Linked DNA regions of Ovis aries: region 2 is linked to region 1. Evidence: chromatin contacts called from public Hi-C data. All regions are on one chromosome and are shown on one strand. The core of a region is the stretch at or near the end of the contact, and the rest is flanking DNA. Distances in the headings are between cores, read along the strand shown. Region 1 overlaps LOC105603397 (a long non-coding RNA gene). Region 2 overlaps ANO10 (anoctamin 10).

Region 1 (4,105 bases), core at 1,031-3,530:
GTTCATAAAGATCAGGCCATCTAAAAACCAACCACACAGAAACGCAGTAGCAGCAAACGGACAGGAGAGAACACAAAACTCGCTTCCTCCTAAGTGTGGGCATTTGGTTGTCAACAGTTCTGCAGGCCCAGCAGGAGCTTTGCAAGTTGCCACATGTTGCATGCATGACAGGATTTGGGGTAGAATGCTGAATAAAATTATTCTGGGCACATGCTAATTCTGGTTCACAAATTCAGTCATCCTTAATGACTCACTTAATAAGTTACTGGTAAGAAGGGATTAGTTCTCCCTAAATGACGGTTGGAGGATTGTGTGGCATTCACTGAGAAGAGTAGAAGAAAGGACTCATATATTTGGAAGCAATCTGCATCCATCAGGAGACTTCTTGCAACTCCAGTGGCTTCAAGACCACTTTGAAAATTACGGTATTGGTACAAATTTATAAAACTATCCTGCTCTGAGATGGCCAAAGTCCTAGGGAATTTGGATTCTGTGATGGAAATGACCCCCTCCGCCATCCAATCATGCTTTTTGCCAGTGGGAAGCAGCCCTTCCAACAATGGTCCTTCTTAAGTACCAGCTTTGGCACCTGGGACAACTTTTCTAGAAACAGCTTGTTGGGTGTGTTGCAGGGGAAACACTTGGGGAAAATCTTTTCACAAGGCACTTCTAAGAACTGCTGAGAATTGAGTAGCTCCACCCTCCTGACATTTTTAACCATGGCTAAGCTTCCCTGGCAGCAAGTGATGATACTTTTGAGGAAAGTGTTTTAGACCCTCTTGCTTCCGGACACTCTGATCCTCGGATCTTTCCAGCATCTGCCCTGTCCTGCCCTGTCTCTCATGTCTAGTTTTACACCATCCTTTGGACTTATGGACCCTCTTGGGCTTCCCTCGCTTTGCTTATCTTGTGTTATCATTTATGACCTGCACCCACTCTTCTTCTTACACCTGGCCGTCACTCCAGCGGACCATAGAGGAGCTAAGACACAGTCGAATGAAATCCTCAAGGCTCTTGAATCCAAACAGTTCTACTCCTTGACCCGCCATCATGCACACTTAGGAACAAGCTTATGTTAAGCCACATGGCATAGATCTGTACTCCTAGGAACTGAGAATATGTGAGCATATAGGGTTGAAAGTCAGCTGGTTAAATATTGAATTATTTTCCTGTCTCTTGGAACAGTCATTGTCCCACCACCTAGAACCCTTCCCTGGAACTCCCTGGACCTTCCCCTAAACCTGCAGCTTCAGGGGCAATGCCTGGCCAATCAGAGGCAGGAGTGAGGGGTAGAACTTTGGGTGGGTACTCTTGGCCAAAAGCCATTCTGATAGGTTGATACCTGAGATAGACTAGTAGTTACCTGTCTCAAATATCAACCCTTTACAAGTGAGCCATGGTCTTGGAGATTTCCAGATAAAAAGATGAAGAGGAAAATAGTCAGACAAGCGACCGCTGTACTGATAACTCCCAGCCAGCAGCCTCTCCTCTTCAAAGGCTGCTCCAGAAGTGCAAAGTCTGTTTGCAACAAGCAGATGATTTACTAAATACTGCCTTTTGCCAAATTCCCAGAGGCCTTTGAATGCTGGGTGCTAATAAAGCTCAAGTTATTATTAGGCATGTGGTCTATGTAGGTCACTGCCAAGTGCTGGCAAAGAAAAGCAAAGAAAACAAGTTAACTCCGGCTAGAACGTGGATGAGGAATTGCAACCCCATCTCCAAACGGGAAATGTGTCTGACATCTTTTTTGTCTCCAGAGGGACTTGGCTTCCTCACCTGTAAACAGAGGGGCATGTCAATGACCCCCTTCACCAGTGTCTCTGAACAAGAAATAAGCCTCTTTAGGGGAAAAAAAAAAAAAGTAGGGGAATCCACCAGGGAAAGTGACTGGGAGATTCAGCCTCATTGCGAAGCTTCAGGTTTTTGTTCTTTGCCACACTGCAGAGCTTGGCTTTGGTTGTACCTGGCAGCCCCGGAGAGGGACCATGGCCATCAGCGGGGGCAGGAAACAGCTCCAGGAACTCAAGGTCCTGACTAAAGGAAACAGTAGAGGTGTGCTTCCAATTCTGCTTGGACACAAGGCTTTTTTTCCAGATGCTCACAGGAAGATGACTCGCAGCAAGCTCGCAACGCTCTGGACAAAGTTCAGGATTGTTCTTTAGAGAAAGACCTCTTCCTGAGCCGTAAGGAACACACGCATTTCCCAAGCATCCTGTTGGGCGGGGATGTCTCCTCTTTAGCTCTCTGAGCTGGAAGGGCATCAGTGTAGGCAGGAAAGTCGGCTAGAGGGCTTGTGGCTGTGTGTCTGGGGGAAGAGGGTGAGGCTAGAGGTGTCTCGGGGCCAGTGCTGAAACCTAGATGCCAGAGTACCCTCCCAAGGAAGAAGAGCCAGGACAGGCAAGCGGGCAGGGGATCTGCTTGCGCTGATGTGCCTTTTGATGGGAGGTTTCCAGGCTGAGTCATCCTGTCTGAACCTGGCACAGAATGGGAATCCCTTGGGAGAAAGAGCAGGAAGAACCAAATTCAGGCCAAGCCAGAGGGAGAGGGCAGGGTCACGGAATTTCTGGGACAGAAGAGCCCAAACTGAGCCCTGAGCATGCTTTTTTTTTTTTTTTTAAGGAAAATTAAAACTCAAGCTACTGTACACTTACTTCTATTTTACAGGACGTTTGAGGTAAATCCACACCTATAGTTTTATTTACGTACTAAATAAGCACGTGTGGCACTTGTTCGGTGCCAGGCACATTCTTCCAGAGTTTGACAAGTTTTAACTCATTCTGTCCCCAGGACAATCCGAGGTCCTGTGAGGAGTCCCGTTTCCTGAGGAGGAAACGGAGGTGCGGCAGAAAGGGTCTAGTGACTTGCCTGAGGCGAGGAGGGGCTGGGACTGGATCCCTAGCAGGCTGGCTTCCAAGTCTGCCTTCAACCTCCCCACTTATTTTTTAATAGTTTTTTTTTTTTAACATATAGTTTAAGATTTACAGAAAAATTAAGAAAGCACAGAGGGTTCCAAAACATCCCTTATCCAGTTTCTCCTGTTACAGACATATTACGTTAAGATGGTCTACTTGTTACGATTAATGAACTAGAACTAATCATTATTCTTAACGGAAGTCCACAGTTCATCTGGATTTCCTGAACTTTTTCCTAAGGTCTTGTTCTGGTGCGGGATCCCACCCAAGTTCCTGCAGTCCTCAGGTCTCCTGAGCCTCCTCTTGGCTGTGGCAGTCAGTCCCTCCGACACTCCTTGTTTTCAGTGACCTTGATGGTTTTGGGCAGTGCTCATCAGGTGTCTGGTGATGTGTCTGACGGCTTCTCTCATCATTAGACTTGGGCCCAAGCCTCAACTTTTTAACAGTTCCAGTGAGCTCCTGCCAGGCAGGTGCCAACCTAACGGGGACCTGTGCCCCGTTTGGCAGAAATCCACATGAGGTACTTTTTCTCTTATGTATCTGTTTCTTTTCAGAAGGAAAAGGAGGACTCTGTTTGGTAGTTTGCCGAATCATCTTCCCTGAGACTCTCTCGCTGGGGTAAGGCCCTTGGTCTATGCTAGTTTCCATCTTCCAGGGTCACAGGGTACATGCGGTCTCTCCAGCCAGGCTCTGCTCATCCGTGTTAAGACTCAGATCTTGGCACAGAGAAGCATGAAGGGAGCAATCGGGGACTTGGTCCTGTAGGACTCTGGAGGGTTCTATTTGCTTCCTTTCAGCCAACACTTCCTCAAGATTCCCATTAGCCCAGAGCCACCGCCCACACCCCATGCGGGGCCAGCTGCCTCCCAGCTGCCAAGCCTTGGCTCTATCTCTGACCTCTCCACTCCCGCTGTCTCTTCTGAGGCACCTCCTCAGCTCGTGCATGTATATAGAAGCTCCGCCACTCCCCACCTTCCTCAGGTGTTGTCTTGGCAGGTGGCCCTCCTTCCTAGATGACAGACCACACCATCAGATGGATCCTGACAGTCCAGACTGGGAACACAGCCATTTGATTTTGCCAGGGAGAATTCTGATCAGAAACACGTTTACACATGAGGGAAGTGCTTGAGATACAGTCCTGAGATGATAAAAATACATGCCACCTTCTCTGAAAACTAAAAATAGAATGACCA
Region 2 (4,105 bases), core at 938-3,437, 160 kb before region 1:
CCACTCCATCCCCTTAGAATCTGTAAGTTTGTTCTCTGCATCTGTCCGTTTCTGCTTTGCAGATAGGTTCATCTGTACAGTTTTTCTGGATTCCACATAGAATCCATATTATACAACTTTTCTATTTCTGACTTGCTCATTCTGTATGACGGTCTCCAGGCGTATCTCCATCTCTGCAAATGGCACTGTTTTGTTCCTTTTAAGGCTGAGTAATACCCTCTTGTGCATACGTACCATATCTTTATCCACCCCTGTAGATGGCATTTAGGTTGCTTCCATGTCCTGGCTATTTTAAGAAGTGCTGCAGTGAACATTGGGGTGTATCTATCTTTTTGAATTATGGTTTTTTCCAGGTATATGCCCGGGGGATAGGACTTCTGGGTCACATGGTAGTTCTATTTTTAGTTTGAGGAACTTCCATACTGTTCTACGTAGTGGTAGTAGGAATGTAAATTGGTACAAACTGTAGGAGGGTTTCCTTTTCTCCATATCCTCTCCAGCATTTCTTGTTTGTAGATTTTTTTTTTTTTTAATGATGGCCATTCTGACTGGTGTCAGGTGATATTTCTCTAACAATTAGTGATGGTGAGCATCTTTTCATGTGTCTATTGGTCATCTGTATGTGTTCTTTGGAGAAATATTTGCAAATGAAGCAACCAACAAGGATTAATATTCAGAACACACAAACAGCTCATGCAACTCATATCAAAAAAACCAAACAACCCAATGAAAAAAATGGGCCTAAATAGCCATTTCTCCGAAGACGACAGCCTCACTTTTAACCCATGTGTCTTTCGTTCTAAAGTGGGTCTCCTGGAGGCAGCATGCTGTAGGTTCTCGTTTTATTATTCAGTCCGTCACTCCGTGTCTTTTGATCAAAGCATTTAGCCCACTGATATATGAGTATTTACTGATAGGTCTGTATTTACTGACATTTTAAATTTCTTCTTTGTTCTTTTCTTCCTTTTGTGGCTTGATAATTTTCTTTTGTATTATGCTTGATTTCTTAATGATTTTTGAGAGTTGATTTGTGGTTACCCTGGTTTTCAAATTTATTAACTCGTTTATTATTATAACAGTAATTATTATATCTGCTTGACTGACAGTCATGCACACTCTTTGCTCTACATTCTAAAAGATGTACGTTTTCCTACTCCCCTCCTCATTTTGTGACTCATCAGAATCACAGGAAATCACAAAATTACATCTCGTAGTTGATATTTTTGTGTGTGTGAAAATGATTATGTGCTGGCATATAGTATTGATCTTCAATCCTTTTATGTATCTGCCTTTCCTAATGTGACTTTCCCTTTCCTATAGGTTCTTGCTTTTTTCTATCTAGAGACCTCCTTTCAGTTTTTGCTTATCTGAGAAATTCTTTCCATCTCCTTCTATTCTAAATGATAATCCTTCTGAATAGTGTCCTAGGTTGCAGATTTTTCCCTTTGGGGACTTTGTAGGCCAGAGAGTGGTAAGACACACTCAGCACTTCTGCAGAGAAATCAGCTGGTAGCCTTAGGGGGGTTCCCTTGTAACTGACTTTTTCTCTTGCTGCCTTTAGAATCCTGTTTAACTTTTGGCATCTTAATTATGACACGTCTTGGTGTGGGTCCGTGTGGATTCATCCTGTTTGGGGTTCTATTTCTTTCACCTATGAATACATTTTTCCTTCTTCACTCTTTTGAGCCGTAATTTCTTCAAATACATTTTTGATCTACTTTTCCCTTTCTCCTCCTCCTGAAATCCCTATAATGCATAGGTTGGCATGCTTTAGTATTATCTTATATACCTAATATGTTTCATTTTTTTCTTCTTTCTGTCTGCTGTTTTGATTGGGTGATTTCTGTTACAGGTCACTTAATGGTTTTTCACCTTGGCAATTGAGTTGTCTGATTTTGACTGGCTCTTCCTTATGGTTTCCAGTTCCTTGTTACAGGGATCTGCATTTCTACTGATGGCCTTCTTAATCACTTCAGCGTTTTTACACCTCCCTTTGGAACTTGGGGCCTGCCAGACTGGAAGGGCCTGTTTGCTCTTTCAGGGGATTCTCTTAGGCAGGAGTGGTTCCTCTATTTACATGTATTTCTTTTTCTCTATAAATTTAGGAGAAACCATGATGTACTATAGTCCTGAAAGACTGTTTTTATGTGGGCACACCCCTCTGTAGAACTATGTCACTCTAGTATTTCTGGTGCAAAGGCTGTATTTGCTGTGGACACCAGCCATGTGTTTGGCTCAGGCTGTGCTGGCCGCGGTGCCGTGATGATCAGGGCCTCCTCTTTGCTCAGTGCTGGTCACTGCCCCGTTGGGGGTTAGGGGTTGCTCCCCAGTTGTAGGAGTAGAAGCCCCCAGACCCGGATCTAAGCTGCAGTGAGAGGGAGGTGGGACTGCAGCGCTCCTGCTGGGATAGGCAACTCTGAGACACTGCCCGCCACCCACGATGCACAGCCACAAAACTGACCTCGTCTCCACTGCAAGAGGTTGCGCATCAGCTCCACCTGCCTTTGGCATGCGCACACTTGTGCTCTGGACCACACCACCAAAGCAAGTCCCCTCCTCGGGTGTGTCCGCCAAAGCCCAAGTTTCAGTACCAGGCACGTAACAGCAGGCGCATGTCTTAGGCTGGGAAGCATGGGGATGTGGCTGCTGTCAGTTTCGGCTCCTCTCTCTCTGCTGGTGGCCAGTGCACTCTCCTCGTGGGCAAAGTCCAGGCCCCTGCAGCCTCCCTCTGTCCTGGCACAGGAGGTTCCTCTTTTGCAGCTCCCTCCCTTGGGGCACAGGCCCCACCTGGATTCTCCCTGCCCCAGTTTTTGCCTTTAGTCTTACCAGGTTAAGTGGGGATCTTTCTTTCAGTGCCGGGTATTTGAGATACCCAGCTGCTCTCAGCTGGTGTTCTGTGAAAACTGTTCCAGTTTAAGTGTAGTTTTGATGTATTTGTGGGTGGAGTGGACTCTGCGTTCTTCTACTTCACCACTTCAATCACCTCCTTCCAAAAGATTTAAGTAGACATTAGTTTTCTTTAAGTCAAACTGACACTTCTGTTCCCCAGGGTCAGCTCGTGCAGTTACTGAACTTGTGGCCACCACACCTCACAGGGTGGGGGAGCTGGGTTTGGACCGTCTTGGTTTCCAGCAGGGACCCAGCTGCTTTCAGGTGTCTTTCCATCCTCCTCTTCCCCCAGCTCTACCTGCAAAGCCCCCTTCCCTTCGCCAGAGCCAGCCCTGAAGGCCTGAGGGGCTGGACCCAGGTCTGCACTGGCCAGGTCACCATCTGGACTCGGAAGCCCTGGCACTCGACGTGCAGCCCGTATCACAGCGTGTGCTCACTGGTACCGGACATGTGGCTGGGTTCAGAAAATGATGCTAACTTCAGGAAGACGGGTGTATCTCACTCACCCATGCTGCTCTCCCGGAGGCTGCGCTGTCCTCTCTCGGGCTGCTGCTGGAAGTGTGCTGGGGGCTCCCCCACAGGTAGTTCCGGAGCAGCAACTGGGGGTGCAGCTGCTGGAGGGCCCGGGGAGTCAGGAGAGGAGAGCTGGACATTCCACAGAGAACGGAGAGCCCAACAGCCCGAGTACAGGCTAGGAGTTACAGGAGACACGTCCTCCGGGAGGAGCCAGGCTGAGGGGCAAAGCCAAGGCTGCAGGGTGAGAGAGAAAAGGGGGACTTGAGCCTTAGCCCTGAGTCTTTGGGAAGCCCCTCGAGTGGCATGTTTCTGGTCCCCTGCTCTAAACACAGCTCAGGCTGCCTTTGGAGACGGGTGGGGATTCTGGGAGGTGGTTTCAGGGCAGGAGGGGCAACAGTCCTAAGGTGGGAGGAGGCGGTGTGCTTGGCAGGCGGAGGCCACAGGACCTGACGGGGAGGGGCAGGGAGCCATCTGTGATGATGTCCCAAGTTTGGGGCTGCGCAGGGAAGACTGGGAGAGAGCTGGCGGCGGGGCACGGGGAGGTGCTGCTCGTTGGAGGGAATTCTCTCTAGGTCTCAGACAAAGCTTACCTTTGTGAAAAAGTGGTGCACGTCAGAAGGCCTGCTCTCTCCTTTCCTTTTTTCAAGGAATGGCAGACCCTTGCTTAGTCTGCCTTGACTCTGAACTACATGATCTCAAG

Evidence for each region. A called contact is a pair of places that touch in the nucleus more often than the background predicts.
Region 2: a contact with region 1 is called in a Hi-C map of mixed tissues, with 2.3 times the contacts expected there. The contact joins two enhancer-like sites. A contact is called at or near these places in 2 of 16 Hi-C or Micro-C datasets (liver and mixed tissues).

The regions. Positions count from the first base shown.
Region 1 is chr19:15,145,491-15,149,595 of ARS-UI_Ramb_v3.0, reverse strand. LOC105603397 (a long non-coding RNA gene) reads right to left here. Exons shown (of 10, transcript XR_009597390.1): 10 at 2,670-4,105. Among named protein-coding and RNA genes, the nearest start is that of SNRK, 73 kb to the left of the region's middle. Within about 2 kb of position 2,280, at least 16 of the 54 cell types and tissues checked have an H3K27ac peak or open chromatin away from gene starts, as enhancers often do. A contact at or near this core is called in liver, where this site is marked.
Region 2 is chr19:15,302,128-15,306,232 of ARS-UI_Ramb_v3.0, reverse strand. The region is part of intron 12 of ANO10 (anoctamin 10); the gene reads left to right. LOC105603399 (a long non-coding RNA gene) reads right to left here. Exons shown (of 7, transcript XR_006057013.2): 3 at 3,996-4,105; 4 at 3,396-3,639; 5 at 2,462-2,986. Among named protein-coding and RNA genes, the nearest start is that of SNRK, 83 kb to the right of the region's middle. Within about 2 kb of position 2,187, at least 3 of the 54 cell types and tissues checked have an H3K27ac peak or open chromatin away from gene starts, as enhancers often do. A contact at or near this core is called in liver, where this site is marked.